Regions from separate parts of the Hordeum vulgare genome. Here region 2 is linked to region 1. Evidence: chromatin contacts called from public Hi-C data. All regions are on one chromosome and are shown on one strand. The core of a region is the stretch at or near the end of the contact, and the rest is flanking DNA. Distances in the headings are between cores, read along the strand shown. Region 1 holds the start of LOC123444618 (probable inactive receptor kinase At5g58300). Region 2 holds the start of LOC123444673 (thioredoxin H5-like).

What was found. A called contact is a pair of places that touch in the nucleus more often than the background predicts.
Region 2: a contact with region 1 is called in a Hi-C map of leaf, with 4 times the contacts expected there. The contact joins the promoter of LOC123444673 here to the promoter of LOC123444618 in region 1. A contact is called at or near these places in 3 of 6 Hi-C or Micro-C datasets (leaf and seedling) and 1 of 1 datasets of contacts at active chromatin or transcription factors (embryo).

The regions. Positions count from the first base shown.
Region 1 is chr1H:452,728,891-452,733,938 of MorexV3_pseudomolecules_assembly, reverse strand. LOC123444618 (probable inactive receptor kinase At5g58300) reads right to left here and starts at 2,627. Exons shown (of 3, transcript XM_045121412.1): 1 at 2,382-2,627. It overlaps LOC123444632 (a long non-coding RNA gene), which reads left to right. Exons shown (of 3, transcript XR_006631014.1): 3 at 1,951-2,375.
Region 2 is chr1H:452,929,485-452,934,532 of MorexV3_pseudomolecules_assembly, reverse strand. It overlaps LOC123444673 (thioredoxin H5-like), which reads right to left and starts at 1,924. Exons shown (of 5, transcript XM_045121472.1): 1 at 1,539-1,924; 2 at 720-779; 3 at 376-489; 4 at 138-260; 5 at 1-57. The coding sequence starts at 737.

The DNA.
Region 1 (5,048 bases), core at 1,378-3,877:
AATAACTATTTCCTTCTGACATTGTAATGTCTTTATAAAGGACCAATAATGTAGAACAGAACTACTAAGAGAGTTGCGCGGTTGGATGGAAGAAAATTCTTTCATCCATTAACAGTTTACAAGATGAATCTTCACTCATGTTTGCAATGCAGGGTCTGGTTTCGGAAAATGTAATACTCCCTCCGTCCCAAAATAAGTGACTCAACATTGTACTAACTTTGTACTAGTGTTAGTACAAAGTTGAGTCACTTATTTTGGGACGGAGGGAGTATAAGTTTACTGGTCCTGCCAAATAACAGCAAATTTGATGACCAGAAAGGAGCCTGTTGTGAGATTAACAGGATTTGACACAAGTTGTGCCAGGCTATCAACCCCAGTTTCTAATGGCCAGGGAGATTACTTACACAAACGGTAAAAAATGCAGATTTATTCAATACTAGCAACATTACTTAAGACCCAAGGAACCTAGATACAGTATCTCAGTGTTACAAACACCAACAGCTTTACAGGCTTTGCATCATAACTGATCCGCGTTAGTGGCATCGAAAGCCGGAGGAAAGCTCATTATTGGAACAAAAACATACACCCCATAACAAAATGACAAAGCGCTACCACCCATCGACATGTCCAGGGTCCATCAGATTTTCTCAACTGCTACTGCATACCAACCTCCCCTCCCAGAGGAACATTACAACGAATGACACCCTTGTCTTTCCTTTAGACTAACCGATTCAAAGCCCCACCCCTGTAGCTAATCAGTGCATCAGCGAGGCAGGTGCGATCATGTGCTGCATAAAACGAAACCCACATACGTATCTTTTTACAAAGCATCCAAAAACAAACCCATAAAATGAAACTCCTCTTTAGCCTTTTCTGCACTGCACAGGACACCTCAGTTTTCTTAACGCCTAAACAAGGCGCTTGGGTACTTGCCAGAAAGGACGCAGGGATAGTGACAAGGCGGGATTCCAACAGGACTTGAAATAGATAAAAGGAAAGCCACAGCACACTGGCCAACTCCTTGGCTGCACTGCACAGGTAGAACATGCACAAAAGCAACTGCCCAGAGAGCACCTACTAACCAAGGGTCGACTACTACCTAGATGTAATTTTCTCAAGGAACAAGCTAGCTAGCGCTTTGAATAAAAGCAGTGGCACCGAACCAAAAGTCCAGCACATAAAGCAGGTGGTCTCAGATGCGAGCGGGGATGAGGATTCCTTTTTTTCGAGGTTCCGGGGGGCGGCGTGGGGCTCTCTGCGGATTATAATGGACGGATGTGTGTGATCATGGGCAGCACGGCACACTAGCTGGCACGATGGTAGAGCAGGGCATCTCAGGCTTCACGCCATGGGACAAATGTGCAGAGCGAGAGATGTCGCTGTCTGCGCACTACATACAAACGTTTCCTGGAAACACTAGGTACAAACAGTCCACAGTTGTAGCTGTAGAAATGCAGTGCAGTGAAGTACTTTTCTTGCAACAGTAAGATTGTAATTTGTTCATGCTTCCATGTTTCTCCTAGAGCATTTAGGTTGGAAATTGTACGAGTAAATTTGCTCCTTGCACATTCCTGGCTATTTTACAAGTACAAGTAAATTTGCTGCTTGCACATTCCTGGCTATTTTACAAGCACATTTGCTCCTTGCACATGCAGTGGAAGCAGGATATAAAGAGTTAAAGACTAGAGCACCTACCAAATATACAAATCGAAGCAGAAATGGCATGGATTGATCACAGTGAAACGCTCCAAGGCGGGTGCTGAATTTAGCACTTTTCTAAAGAAACCCCAAATTAATAGTAGCACTAGGAAACGAACGTTGCCCATACATTCTAGTAGTAGTATCTTTACTTTTACTTTTTCTTGCAACAGCATTTAAGGTTGGAAGTTGCACAGGTAAATCTGCCCATTGCACATGCCTGGCTCGCTGACTATTTTTTACACTTCAAAGTTTTGACAGGCATAGCAGCAATGGTGAGTGGAAGCAGGAAATAAATGAAGATTAATGCATCGAAGCTAAAAATGGCATCAGTTAATCTACAGGGTGTGTGTGTTCAGCTCCTGAATTTAACACATTTTAAAAGGAAACCCAGAATTAGTAGCACCGGGAAAAGATACTCCCTCCGTAAACTAGTAATATAAGAGCGTTTAGATCATTAAAATAGTGATCTAAACACTTTTATATTAGTTTAAAAATGGAGTACATTCTAGTATCTTTGCTTTTACTTTCTTTTTATTTAAATTTAAATGAAAAAAAAGGTGCGCAAGAAACGACCGACCGCTGAGCCATGCTCCACGAAATCGTGCGATTAGCCGGGACAGAAACGAGAGGAAAAGAAGTGCATTGTACTGGGAAGAGGCACGAGGTCCATCCATACATACCTCGCGAGAAATCCCAGCCTCGGCCACCTCCCACCCGCGCCATGCTCCTCCTCCGCGCGAGCGCACGCCAGCACGGCGAGAAGGCCCGTCGCAAATCCCCCCCTCTCCGGCGCCGGTGAAGGGAATTCCGGCCTCGTTCCTTGGCCGCCCCGCGAATCGACCAACCGCCCCCCTCCAAACTACAACAGGGCGCCGCCGCCGCCGACTAGGCCCAGAATCACGCTCCGAGAACCAACGGCCAGCGGCATTCCCCCCGCCGCCTCCCCCTCCCGACGGACTCTCGGCCGGACCTGCCCGCCCTGCGCCGTCTCCTCCCCTCCTCCCCTCCTCTGAGTGTGAGGTAGTGCAGTACAGTGCGGTTGTGCGGTCAGGTGAGGTGCGCGCGCCTCTGTGTGTTTGTGGAGTCGTGTGTGTGCAAACTCGCTGTGCATTTAAGAGAAGGGGGGGCGTTGGCCAAGAGTGCTGCTGCCAAGGGCTCCTTCCTTCCTCTGACCCGTGGGCCCGGGCATACGCTTTTCGTTTTGTTGCTAGTACTGATACAGACATACAGTACGTACCTCCATCTTTCTTTTCTTTCCCGTTTGTATTATACTCGGCCTCCAGTTGTACTACTAGCTTGGTGTGGTATGGTGGTACAGGTAATTATTGATCCATCACAAGTTGTAATAATCATTTTAGTGATGCGGTGGTACAACAACAACAACAACAATAGCTAGTAGTAGTGCTGGTAGTGCAGGCAGCATCATGGTAGACTTAATAACACTAGCGATCGATCGATCGATTGATTGATTGATTAATCAAGCGGCCGGTGCATGCATTGACTACTCATCAGCTCACGTACGCTGCCTGGCAGTACCAACGTCTACAAAGGGCAGACAAAAATTGTACTAGTAAATCTGTATTAGTAGTTGCAATACGGCTGGCTGGTGCGCTAGTTTATCATTTCCCTTGGTTGTCGACGCAGGACATTCCCTCTGCTCTGCTCTGGTCTGCCATGGTGGAACGTACGTAGTACGGACGGAATGTCATAGTCTCATAGATGCAGTATAAGGGCTTTACGATTCCATCCAAAAGTTTGATCACATCGCAGTAACTCATGCACGGTGACTAACTAGGACTAGATTAAGATTAATCAGTCAAGGTCCGTCCTCGGCATAACATGCGGGGTGATCGAGTTGAATATTATAGACGTTGTGCGCAAGCAATGGAGGAACTCAACGGCACCGGTACTTACTACAACTATGCTCCGGTGGAAAGGTCCACGGATCATGCGCCAATTATGATCCACGCCGGCCGGTACATCCACCCGGCCACAACGATCGAGAGCTCCGCCATTACATCCATCCGGGCTCCGGCTAAGTATGTGCAAACAGCGGCGGTGGCGATCATTTACAGCGGTGGCGAAACCGGGTCGATGAGCAGCAGCACATGGACGCCATCACAGCACAGCGATCCCTCGCTCGACCCGTCCACCACTTTTCCCGATCCGGTTTCCGGCACTGCTGGCTGCCTTTTGGCGTGGGCACCCGGCGTACCAACCCGGTGTACGCAACTAGCGGATGCCATGTACAGCGTACGTACAAGAGCAAAGTTCAGGGAGACATAAAAAAGAAGATCCAATGGCTGTGGCTTTTGTTTTGGACTTTTGCTTTCGTGCTTTGCTGCTAATGGGTAATGGCGGCCCATATGATGAATGATGTGGATGCATGTGATGGTCATGGATGGATCCGGCGAGTGGTTGCAGCGCGGCAAAGCTGCTGCTGCTGCATGGATGGACTCGGTCGGATCTGGTCGACGTCCGCGCGGCGGCGCGCACCGATGCACGACCGCGAGTGATGTGTTGTGCACATGCCATGGCGATCGTGGCCTGCGTTTGCCAAGGGGGTGACGGGTGAGGCGTAGGTAGGGTGGGTACCCAACTGACGAATTTTTGTTCAAAAGGACCCCCTGTCGAGTGAGATTGTCAAAAGAGACCACCTGCGAGTGGAAACGAGAAAAAAGACCCCCACCCCGGGTGGCGGCAGGCGCGCCAGGCGGCACGTGGCACCTGCCGCCACCGCACGAGGCGGCCGTGGGGCCTGCCGCCACCACCCCTGGCGGCCGGGGCCTGCCGCCACCGGCAGAGGCGGCCGGCGCCGGAACCCGTTCCCGCCCACTCCTGTCCGTAACGGACAAAGCCGGGTGGGCCCTGCCACCTCGGGAGCAGGCGGCCAGGGCACTGTTTCCGCACGGCCGACACTGTTGCTGATTGCGTTGATTTCCGCGTGGCCAGATTCCCAGGCTTATTTCCCGCTCGCACCGACGAAACAGTGGGAATTTTTCCCGCTCTCCACCGACGAAACAGTCAAAATTTACTCCTGCCAACTTGCTCCGGTTCGGACCGTGCAATCCTTTTGAATAAAAATATTGTGCAAGTTGCACGGATGGCTAAGTGCATGGGAGGCATATACTATGGATATTTTGTTGGGCCGTGGTTATCCCCCATCCCTCGAACCAAACCAAGATATCCACGCCGGTGAAGGCGGGCGGTTTTTTCCGTGGTTTCACGGGGCTCTCATCTTCGGGTCAGCATTGTTCACCGCGGCGATTTCAGAGGGACTCTTTGTCTCCTGGTCGACACTGTTCGTTACGGTGGTTTCGTGTGCTTTTATCTCTAGGTCGACATTG
Region 2 (5,048 bases), core at 675-3,174, 200 kb before region 1:
ATCTCTCAAGAAAATGAATGTCGGTGTGGCTCGTATGTCGAATTGCGTGACCAGTTCCTGACAAAAACCATATATCGAAATGACATTTAGTTTGAGCATTTGTTCAAAGCTAAATTAGTAATGAATCGGTGGTGTACCGGCAGTTCGTCTACGTCCACAGACACGAAAACAAGATCGGCATGCTTCAAAGAAAGTTCGGCGTATGCAGGAGCAGCGACCCTACACGGGCCACACCATACTGCGCTGAATTTCACAACAAGCTGTGCGGGTTGAAAAATGTCAGCATGGTTAATCAAAACAACCGCATGAATTCCAAATTGGAAAGTCACATGCACCTATCAATCCTTGTGCTGGGTTAGGTTGTAGGATACTTACTGTTTTATCGGCTTCAGTTGCATCTTCCAATTTCTTTTCCCAGCTCTTTAGATCAGTTACAAGAGTCACATTCCCAGAGCTGTAGTCTAGGTGTTCCTCGTCATCTACAGGATTCTGCAAAGGGAAGCATAACAAATCAACTCGAGTTACTAATTAATGTGTGACTCGATATGAACGGCTTCCTTTGGAACTTACTATCAGTTGAGCAACAACAAAAAACATAAAAAATATTACTATGTAGCATGTCAAACAAACACAAGCTATGCATTAAAGATGCTAATGCACGATTCAGCTATCAAAGTTGCAAATTGTAAATGAGATGTATGTGAGTAAAAACTACTCACACTGCCACAGCATCCCATTGGTTCGAGCAAAATCCGTAAGGATGTCCGGACTCCTGGGCTCTGGTAGATGGGGAAGAAAAAGAGGTATATTGTTTAGTGCTGATTCCCCTATTTCACTGATAGTAATCTAGAACGAAAGCAATATGCTACTATCTCATAACATGATACCTACAGAATGAACATGACTAACATAGCTAGCTCTAGGTTGCAAAACGGTGAATATAAATATGTAGGGATTTTTTCCCCCAATGCTGCTGATCGATGAAGAAAGACACATGTACGATATGTGGATTAGCGGAATGTAGGATGTACTCCTTTACAAATGTTGAATAGCGCTTGCACTTAGCGAAACAACGGCCAGAGGCCACAGAAATATGAACAAGAACAGACCATGCTGACCAGCCAGAAACGTGACATTTGTTTTAGATTGGTTTGAAACAAATTCGATGCCCACAAGTCACAACCACGACAAAGTCCAATAGAAGGAACAAGTTTGTCTGCACGATGACGGAATACGGATGTTGCTCGACATATTTATTAATTTTGGTCACAAGCTAACAATCCTAGGGGTGTCTTTTCTCCCCAAAGGAGATGCGTTAATTTCCTTATAAATTTGACCGCTCGAAACTAGAGAGGATGAGACCTCCAATAAAAGTATGATCACTCGAACACCAAGATAGTAATGAGCTTTTGCTGGCCTAAAATCCCCGAAAGAAACATGCTACCACGCGCGCCGCATACAATCTGGATCCGAATGTCGCGGTTACATTGTTGAGGGAAGGATGGAACTGGAAGGAGGACGCACGCATGCATACATACCTGTGCAGGAGGACCGAGAAGCCTGTTCCCCCCTCCTGATGACGGGACGGATCCAACAGAAGATTGAGATTTCCGCCGCGTTGGATGCCGGCCGTCGTCCACACGGCAAGCCCACCCCGGCGGGCGGCGGGGGCTCGGAGAGAAGCGGGTGGCGCCGGGGCGGGGCGGCCCTTGCCGTTAATAGCAGCGGCTCAAACCGTCGAAACCGGAGGGTGTGTTCACAGGGGATCTGCAAATAGGCCGAGGGAGGGAGCGGCTGGGAACGGGGGTTCGTTCAGGCGGGGAAGACAAGACGTACGCGCGCGCGAGAGCGAGAGGGCGAGACAGAAAAGGCGACCGACCCCCTCCCCTCCCCTCCCCTCCCACGTCCAGAATTAGTTTGGTGTCGAGGAAGGGAGGAGCCTGTTGCCATTTTAGTAGGCCAGCGAATGAACCAACCTAGACGTGCAGTGCAGGCAGGCTTGGTATGGCATGGCAGCACACGGCGGCGCTGGCGCCAGACCAGGCCAGCCACCATCGGCAGCACAGCCAGGCCAGGCCAGGTATTTTGAGTCAACGAGTAGCTACCCCGGCACCGACACCGGCACGGCGACGAACCCGTTGCTTCGCCCCTCTGAATTCGTGGGGATCTTTGTTTGGTCCACGGTATTCCAAAAGGGTATTTGTGGTGTTTCAAAAAGCACAAGAGGAAGAAAAAATAGGACTGCATCCAGGGAAACGTTTCTATCCGGTTCAGGAGCCCGATGCGTGGGGGCCACGAGATCCATCGCCATCATTTGTACAGCGACAATGCGTGTCTCTCCCCTTCCTCCTGCACGCGCAGATCCCCCGCCGCACGCCACGACGTCGTCGCAGCTCCGACAGCCGCGCACAACCACATTGTCGCAGCTCCCCTACCCATCCCGCTCCACTGGTCGTCGCTGCAACCCTCCTGCCCCCCATAGATCTCCCTCTTTTCTTTTCTTTTTTTTTCTCCGATTACCAACGCTCGGGGGAGGGGGGCGATTCCTAATTCCAGAACGGCCATTCATCATCAGAGGTGGAGACGACAACACGGAGCAGGCAACCGATGGCATGCCGAAAACGCTCGAACCGGTGCCCCCATGCTACAACCATGGCGACTAGTGGAGCTGCAACGGCGACACCAGGACAGCTGCAAACGGCGGTGTCCATGCTACAACCACGGACACAAAAAACTACATCTAGTAGATAGAAAAGCTTCAAACAGACTTTGGAACATACGAAAAGTAACAACCGTTTTAACAAAAGCTTCATCCCACACATGAAAAAGCTTCAACCAGATGTAGAAAAATCTTCAGCCAGCCACTACAAAAGCTTCGGCCAGATGTAGAAAAATCTTCAGCCAGATGCTTCAGTCGGGATGAGATGTCGGCGGTCGGTTTCTGCAAACTCCGTCGGCATCGAAGGGCACAGCGACGAGGGCGACCATGAGCACGACGATGGATGAGGGTGGTGCAACGCTTCAAGCGACAGGGGCTGCAGGAGGCGACATGAGGCGAGGACGGCAGGCGCGGGGGAAGAAGGTAGGGGTGAACCTTTTTTATGGGGATCCAACAGCCCATCCGCTTGGAATCCAACAGCTATGGTGTGGGCCCTAGCACTCGTCTTAAATCAATGAGTTTTACAGGATTTAATTTGACCACCCACAATAAAATCAATGATATTTTCTAAGAGGTTATAACTTATAAGTCGTAAATAGCATTTAAAATGTAATGCAAAGAAATAAAAAATATTTGTATTAAATTCAACGGCACAGATTAAGTAGGCAAGGTAGGAAAAAAGATCAATTCAGCTTTGAATAAAAAATGCTCTTGGACAATGCATTTAAACACTGTCTAGCAAATCTATACACCGTGTGGCATTTTCACCTATACCTTAAGAGCATCTGCCCTTTAAATGTGTTAGAAGCCAATTAGCAGTTAGTAGCAGTTAACAGCAGCTAGCATGTAGCGTTAGACGTAGGCTAACTAGGCAGTTATTAGATCTGGCGTTGTCCAAACGTTGTGTCCATCCAAGAGACACCACGACTATTAGAACAGTCGTGATATCATTGTAACCGACGTTGTAAGCGCCTGTTCAGGCAATATAAAAGCCCAGACATCAAATCAATACGATAACTCATTCACTTCATTCCTTTCTACTCTCTTCATGTTATCATGCACGCATCGCTCTAAAGAAGAGTAGGCTACAGGAAAGAAGAAAGAATTTTAACGGGAACAATCCGATGGAAGAAGAGTTATGTTTAGTGGATAGTGCTATCACTAACACGATTCTAAGGAAAGCAAAATATTTCCAAACTCTTACTAAGAGAAAGGAAAATGTTATGAACATAACAGGAAGAGCCACATTCACACTCCCTATAGGTACTACCATCGTAATTCAGAATGCACTCTTGTATCCTGAATCTACACGTACCCTTATAAGTTTCAAAGATATCCGATCTAACAATTTCCATCTAAAAACAATAGAGGTGGATAACAAAGAATTTTTGCTTTTAACAAAAAGCAACGGATATGCGGAACAAACTCTTGAAAAATTCCCATCATTTTCATCCGGATTATACTTTACATACATAAAACCCGTACCTTATGTTGCGTACAAAATAATTTTTCAAAATCTTGATAAATTCAAGACTTGGCATGATCGCCTTGATCATCTCGGAATAGGTATGATGAGAAAAATTATAAGTAATTCTGTTGGTCATAATTTACCAATTAAAAGATTTCCCAAATCATCAGATTTTGTATCCACCGCGTGTGCTACCGGGAAATTGATTATTAAGCCATCTTATCTTAAAATTAAAAATGAGTCACTTAATTTTCTTGAAAGAATTCATGGAGATATATGTGGTCCAATACAACCTCTGCCCGGACCATTTAGGTACTTCATGGTGCTAATCGATGCATCTACTAGATGGTCACATTTGTGTCTATTATCCACACGTAACCATGCCTTTGCCAAATTAATTGCTTAAATTATCAAATTGAGAGCGAATCATCGTGAATACAGGATAAAAACAATAAGAATGGATAATGTTGCTGAATTTAGTTCACGCACATTTAATGATTATTGTATGGCTTTAGGAATCCATCTAGAACATTCAGTACCTTATGTTTATACTCAAAATGGAATGGCTGAATCTTTAATCAAAAGAGTAAAATTAATTGCTAGACCACTATTACAGAATTGCAATTTACCAACCTCTTGTTGGGGACATGCGGTTTTACACGCCGCAAATCTGATGCAAGTCAGACCAACTGCATATCATGAAACTTCCCCGTTTCAAATAGTACGTGGCAATCAGCCAAGTATTTCCCATCTGCGAAAATTCGGTTGCGCTGTATACGTACCGATATCACCACCGCAGCGTACATCTATGGGCCCTCATAGAAAACTAGGAATCTATGTGGGATATAATTCTCCGTCAATTATAAAATATTTAGAACCCCTAACAGGGGACCTGTTCACAGCCCGGTACGCTGACTCAAT